2 separate regions of the Mus musculus genome follow, and region 2 is linked to region 1. Evidence: chromatin contacts called from public Hi-C data. All regions are on one chromosome and are shown on one strand. Each heading gives the region's core, a stretch centred on a gene start, on an enhancer-like site or on the middle of the called end of the contact. The rest is flanking DNA. Distances are from core to core; before and after follow the strand shown.

What was found. Hi-C and Micro-C count contacts between places; a contact is called where the count stands out from the background.
Region 2: a contact with region 1 is called in a Hi-C map of liver, with 2.0 times the contacts expected there. The contact joins two enhancer-like sites. A contact is called at or near these places in 1 of 39 promoter capture datasets (liver) and 1 of 484 Hi-C or Micro-C datasets (liver).

What each region holds. Positions count from the first base shown.
Region 1 is chr11:64,186,723-64,189,422 of GRCm38.p6, forward strand. No RefSeq gene overlaps it. Among named protein-coding and RNA genes, the nearest start is that of Gm12290, 24 kb to the left of the region's middle. Within about 2 kb of position 1,404, at least 18 of the 459 cell types and tissues checked have an H3K27ac peak or open chromatin away from gene starts, as enhancers often do. A contact at or near this core is called in liver, where this site is marked.
Region 2 is chr11:64,587,789-64,590,567 of GRCm38.p6, forward strand. No RefSeq gene overlaps it. Among named protein-coding and RNA genes, the nearest start is that of Gm30305, 130 kb to the right of the region's middle. Within about 2 kb of position 1,448, at least 21 of the 459 cell types and tissues checked have an H3K27ac peak or open chromatin away from gene starts, as enhancers often do. A contact at or near this core is called in liver, where this site is marked.

The DNA.
Region 1 (2,700 bases), core at 154-2,653:
GAGTATTGGCTTGCTTCCCCCGGTTGGCTTAGCTACAGTCCCTGTACAGCCCAGGCTTCCTGCCCATGGGTGGCACGCCCATATCAATCATTAATCAAGAGAATGCCCCACTGAATTGCTTATAGGCCAGTCTGATGGAGTTAATTCCTAGTTGAGATTCCTCTTTCCCAGATATGTCTAGGCTTGTGTCCAGTTAATAAAAATGAACTCACACAGAAGAGAAGGAATTGAATCCTATCTTCTGTTCACAAACCAAATGGGTGTGGTTGTCAGGTGGCATCTCAGGCAATTCCCTGGAATGTTATGCAGTAAACGCTGAGTAAATTCTGAAAGTAGTTGTCAGATCCCTCTGTCTCTGGGAAGGATGATATGGGAAAGAACAAAATTGACCTTCTCCTTCAGAAAAAGAAAATGAGAGAGATGATGTAAGGAAGAGAGTAGGCAAACCCAGACGGTGGCAGGAAGCTGCTGCAGTCAGTGACGTCACAGGGAGATCTGACAGGACAGCACAGCACAGAGGCTTCCTGTCAAGCTAAGAAGAATTCAACCAGCCCAGATGGAGCACCTGCAGGGATGCTCTGTGGGGGATTTAGAGGTGGCAAGATGTGAACTTGTCTCCTGTGATGATGACAAGAAGTAAGGATGCTAAGGTCATCTGGGCAAAACAAACTTTAAAACATGCTATATAAATATTATAATATATGTAAAACCTAATTTTTATATGTACATATGCAATACATAATATAATATAAAATATATCCAATATTATAGACATGTATTGTAGGATACACTCATGTACCTATGTTTGTAAATAATTTTAAAGTAGTATTACCTATCTTCCTGGTAGCCTTAACTCAGTGCCTTCCTAATTTGGGAATGATGTAATCATTTCTAGTCCCCCATTAGAGACAGGGACACGACACTCTAGGACGGCACTCTACAAAGCAGGTGGTGTGATTTACCCAACAGTAGCATACAGGGCAGACCAGGTCCCTTTCTCATAGTAAGATTGTGACATAGGTCACTTGTGGTGGCACAGATGACAAGACCTTAGTTATTTCTACCCCTAGAAATAACTGGTAGCTATTTCTACCTCAAGACACAGTTTGTGCTGAGCCATAGCTCCCCTGGGGCCTAGTCTTCTGCTCAGGTGGAGCTCGGCAGACCCAGGAAGCTGTACAGAGGTCATGCACAGAGCTTTGCACCCCCATGCTGCCTCAGAACTCAGGGACAGACTCCCTTCATTACCCACATGGACAAAGATGGTTTGGTTTTGTGCCAGAGTTCTTGACTCTTTGGCTCTTGTTCCCCAAATCATCGATCTTATGCAGTGACACTGACGAGGGCAATTAACTGTCCCCGCTGTCCTTAAACTCTCCACTTGGTGGAAACAACAAACACAGCTCAATGCACTAGGGATTTCTCGCTTAATGTCTGCTGGCGTGTGGGGCTTTCACATCACTGACCTGAGTCTTTGGGTACCGGGCAAATGCATAGATCCCCTCCCAAGATTCTGTTTGTCTTCCAGTGTCAATATTAGTATAGGGAGGGTGATCAGTGGGAATGTGGCTGCTCAAATCAGTCACTGGAACAAAGAGAATCAAAGACCATGTCAACACTGTTTTGACTGAATTTGAGCCCAACAGGTGAGTCAATTCAGAGTAAAAGGTTGAACCCACTGGCCATGGAAACTCAGCAGAGGAAGCATGTCAGAAGCATGTCAGAAGCATGTCACCAGCGAGTACACCATGTGGCTTTAGAACAGTGGTTCTCAACCTCCCTAACGCTGCAACCCTTTAGTACAGTTCCTCATGTCATGGAGACCACTAACCACAAAATTATTTTCATTGCTACTTCCTAACTGTAATTTTGCTACTGTTATGAATCATAATGTAATATCTGTGTTTTCTGGTGGTCTTAGGTAACCCCTGTGAAAGGGTCACTTGACACCCAAGGTGGTCTTGACCCACAGGTTGAGAGCCACTGCCTTAGAGCCAAGCTCCACTCAAGAGATAACGTTATTTGTGCTGGGAAAACAGCAAAAGTTGCAAATAGCTGAGTTACATGGAAGGCCTTGTGCCCTGAGCAGTCCTGGATGTCTGTGTCTCATCAGAAGGAAACAACAACTCCCAGGGGCAGGCGGCTTGTCCTAGTTACTACTCACAGCAGTGACTCAAGGACCCTGACAAGGAGCAGCTGAGGGATGGCTTAGTTCAGCTCACAGTATGAGGGTGCAGGACATCATGCCTGGGAAAGGCCCATGGCAGGAGGATGGGTGTGGCCACATCACATTGGCAGAAAACAGAGAGATGATCTTATCTGTGAATTCTTCCAATGCTCTGCTTGTTTTTGTAGTCCCAGCCTACTGCATGGTGCTGCCCACACACAGTGTAGGTCTTCCCAGCTCAGATAAACCTCTCTAGAAATCTACTCTGCCCTAGACATATACCCACAGTAATTCTAGATCCAGTCAAGTTGGCAACGAGGATTGACTGTTGCACCAGCAAAGCCAACATGATGCCAGATCATTTTTATTTCTCAATAGCCACTCTTCAGTAAATGATGATTTCTCTCAGTGTATTAGGAGTCTCTAAGGCAGGGGTTCTCAACCTGTGGATCTTGACCGCACTGGGGAAGAGGTCAAGAGACCCTTTTACAGGAATCTAATATCAGACACCCTGCATATCAGATATTTATATT
Region 2 (2,779 bases), core at 198-2,697, 400 kb after region 1:
AAAACTTAGGAATTTTACACATGCAACTGATCTCTTGAATTTGCATGGAGGAAATTCCCGTATTTTGAGAACAAAGAAAACTAAGTATAGGCTACAAATCCAGAACAAATCAAAAAACTATATCTCAAGGAAAATCCCTTAGGAGTAACTAAGATCAAGACATGTCACCCACCAGGCAGAAAATCTGAGCAGGCCCCAGATAAGAGACCCCGAGTTTGCCACAGAGGTTAATCCATTCCTGCTGTGGCTCTGTGGAAAAGGAGCCGCTTATCCAAAGTGTCATACTCAAAGGAACGAGTCCTGGGAGCTGGCCACTCACCTCACAGCCTGGGCAGGCAGGCGAGAGGCCCCGCCTGGAATCCCAGCTCTTTCTCATCAAGCATACAATTTCCCCTGGGTTCACTGGGCCTGTCCTAATTCTTGCTAACTGATGGTAATTTTGACCTGTGAGTTAACGGGAACTGCCCTTTGAGTTTCTTTTGGCCTTCATGCAATCTATTAAGGCACTTAAGCTTCTGCTTTTTACATAAAACACTCCTATTCTTAAAAACAAACTTTTAAGTCAAAAATGACAGGGTTAATTATTCTGAAATATGCTGTTTATAGCCCAAACTCCATAAAACAGAATACATGATTTAATACACATCCAAGACAGCCCTGGTTTTCATTTCTGCACAATCAGGGACTAAATCTATGTCACTCACTCCCCGATGTGCGCTGGAAATGGTTTCACGTTCCATCTTACTCTAAATTACACCCATTGAGATCATGATGGGATGCAGTCTACGTTGTTGCCAAAACCTGCTAGGTTGGATCATCTATTAAAGTCTATTTATTTTTTATGACAAACAGGAAAAATGACAAAGCAGCTACCGAATGCTCGTTAATGAACACCAAATGGCTCCCGAGGTCCCCTTCATACTGCACTCATTTGTTCAGGAGTCCAGTTAACTTCCTCTTTGGTGCTCTGCCTCCCCCCAGAACCCTCCCCAGAAGCTGGTTTGCATAAGCTGTGGGGACCAAGCTGCTTGCCATCTGCCCTTGTGCTCTGATTCTGGAGTCAGGTCAAAAGTTTGGTTTGGGTTTGACAATACACACGGAAAGAAGGGCATCCCACGTGCCTCTGGAGTCATCACGGGCCAAATGTAAAAAAATGAAAGAAAAAAAAAAGAAATAGCAGAAGTTAATTATGGAAGGCACCATGTTCAGACCAAGAAGAATTTCTTAAAAAGAGTTACAGAGAAAAACACCCAAGCCAAAAACACTGCATTTGGAGTCAATTTGATCAACAGTTGCGGTTTTGACGGTGTTGCAGCCTTTTACACGGTGTCTGTTTTTGTAGGTTTATTTGAAAGCCTTCCCTGGTTTCACTTACAGCCACAGCTAACCCATCATGCTCTGGGTTACCAGGTGGTGACGGTGCCAGCTCATGAGCAAACCCCAGCACGTTCTGGCAGCACAGGGCACTTTGTACCCAGTGACCTTCTTGGATTGAGTTTCCAGATAGTGGAGCCCGTGGGGCCCCGAGGCAAAAGAACAGTTTCTACCTTCTTCATAGCATAGTACAGAGCAGAGGACTAGTTGACCATGCCTGCTGTCACCCAACCCAGCTGTAGCTGGCAGTCATGGTGACCTTATTTCATCAGGTTCTAGGGGCTGCCAAAATGGTACATTTGCTTATTGGCCATGTCTCCAAAACACCATGTCTGTTTCCTCCTTTTAGCATTTTGGGCATGGTAAAGGTTTTGTCTTTGTTGTTTGTTTCTTTTCCTGTGTCTTCATTAATTCCTTAATTCATGGCAGCAACCATTCCAGTTTGAGCTGGAAGTTTGAGTTGTTTTTTTGTTTTGTTTTGTTTTGTTTGTTTGTTTGTTTTGTTTTGTTTTAACAGTGCCGTGTTGATTTCGCTGAAAAAAAATCATTATGGTTTTAATAAATAGGTCCAAGGATGCTAGGACTATGTGAGGTGAAATTTATCTTGTGAAGATGCCAAGTGAAACAGGAACGTGAAGTACAAAGAAAACAAAAATCCATAGTTTCAACAAAGATGGGGTTGTATAGAAACTTTCTAACCTTAACTGAAACTACAGAAATAAATATTTTCTCATGACTGTGTGTGTGTACATATGCATGTGAGTATGCGCGCGTGCGTGTGCGTGTGCGTGTGCGTGCGTGTGCGTGCGTGCGTGTGCGTGTGCGTGTGCGTGCGTGTGCGTGCGTGCGTGTGTGTGTGTGTGTGTGTGTATGTGTGTGTGTGTGTGTGTGTGTGTGTGTGTGTGTGTGTGTGTGTGTGTGTGTTGCTTGTAGTGCAGGAGAACATGGGAAAAATAAAGTGCTCCCCTAGGCTTGGCATATTTTGCCTTTTAGTTAATACTCAGGAAATAGCCTTTTCCATCTGCTTTGTGTATGTAGCAGAAGTCTGCTAAAGTAATTGCTGGGCTGAAGTCTTTCATGCATTTCTGGCCATGGCTGAGATTCTCCCCGGCCACTCTTCATGCAAGGTGTGTGAAGTGATGACAGGTGAGCAGGCGCAGAGGGAGTCTGCGGTCCTGAGCAAGCGCAGAGGGAGTCTGTGGTCCTGGCTTGCTTTGCTTGACTTCAAATGGATGACAGTTCCATTGAGCCAGACCCTGCCTCAATTTGAATTCATTGCAGTTAGGAGTGTGAGGGACTTTGTTTCTAGCTTAAGTCTTTGGCATGATAAATTACATGATACCCAAGAAAATCTGAGTTTCCAAAACACAGTGAATAATCTTTTAGAATAAGTATATCCCAAATA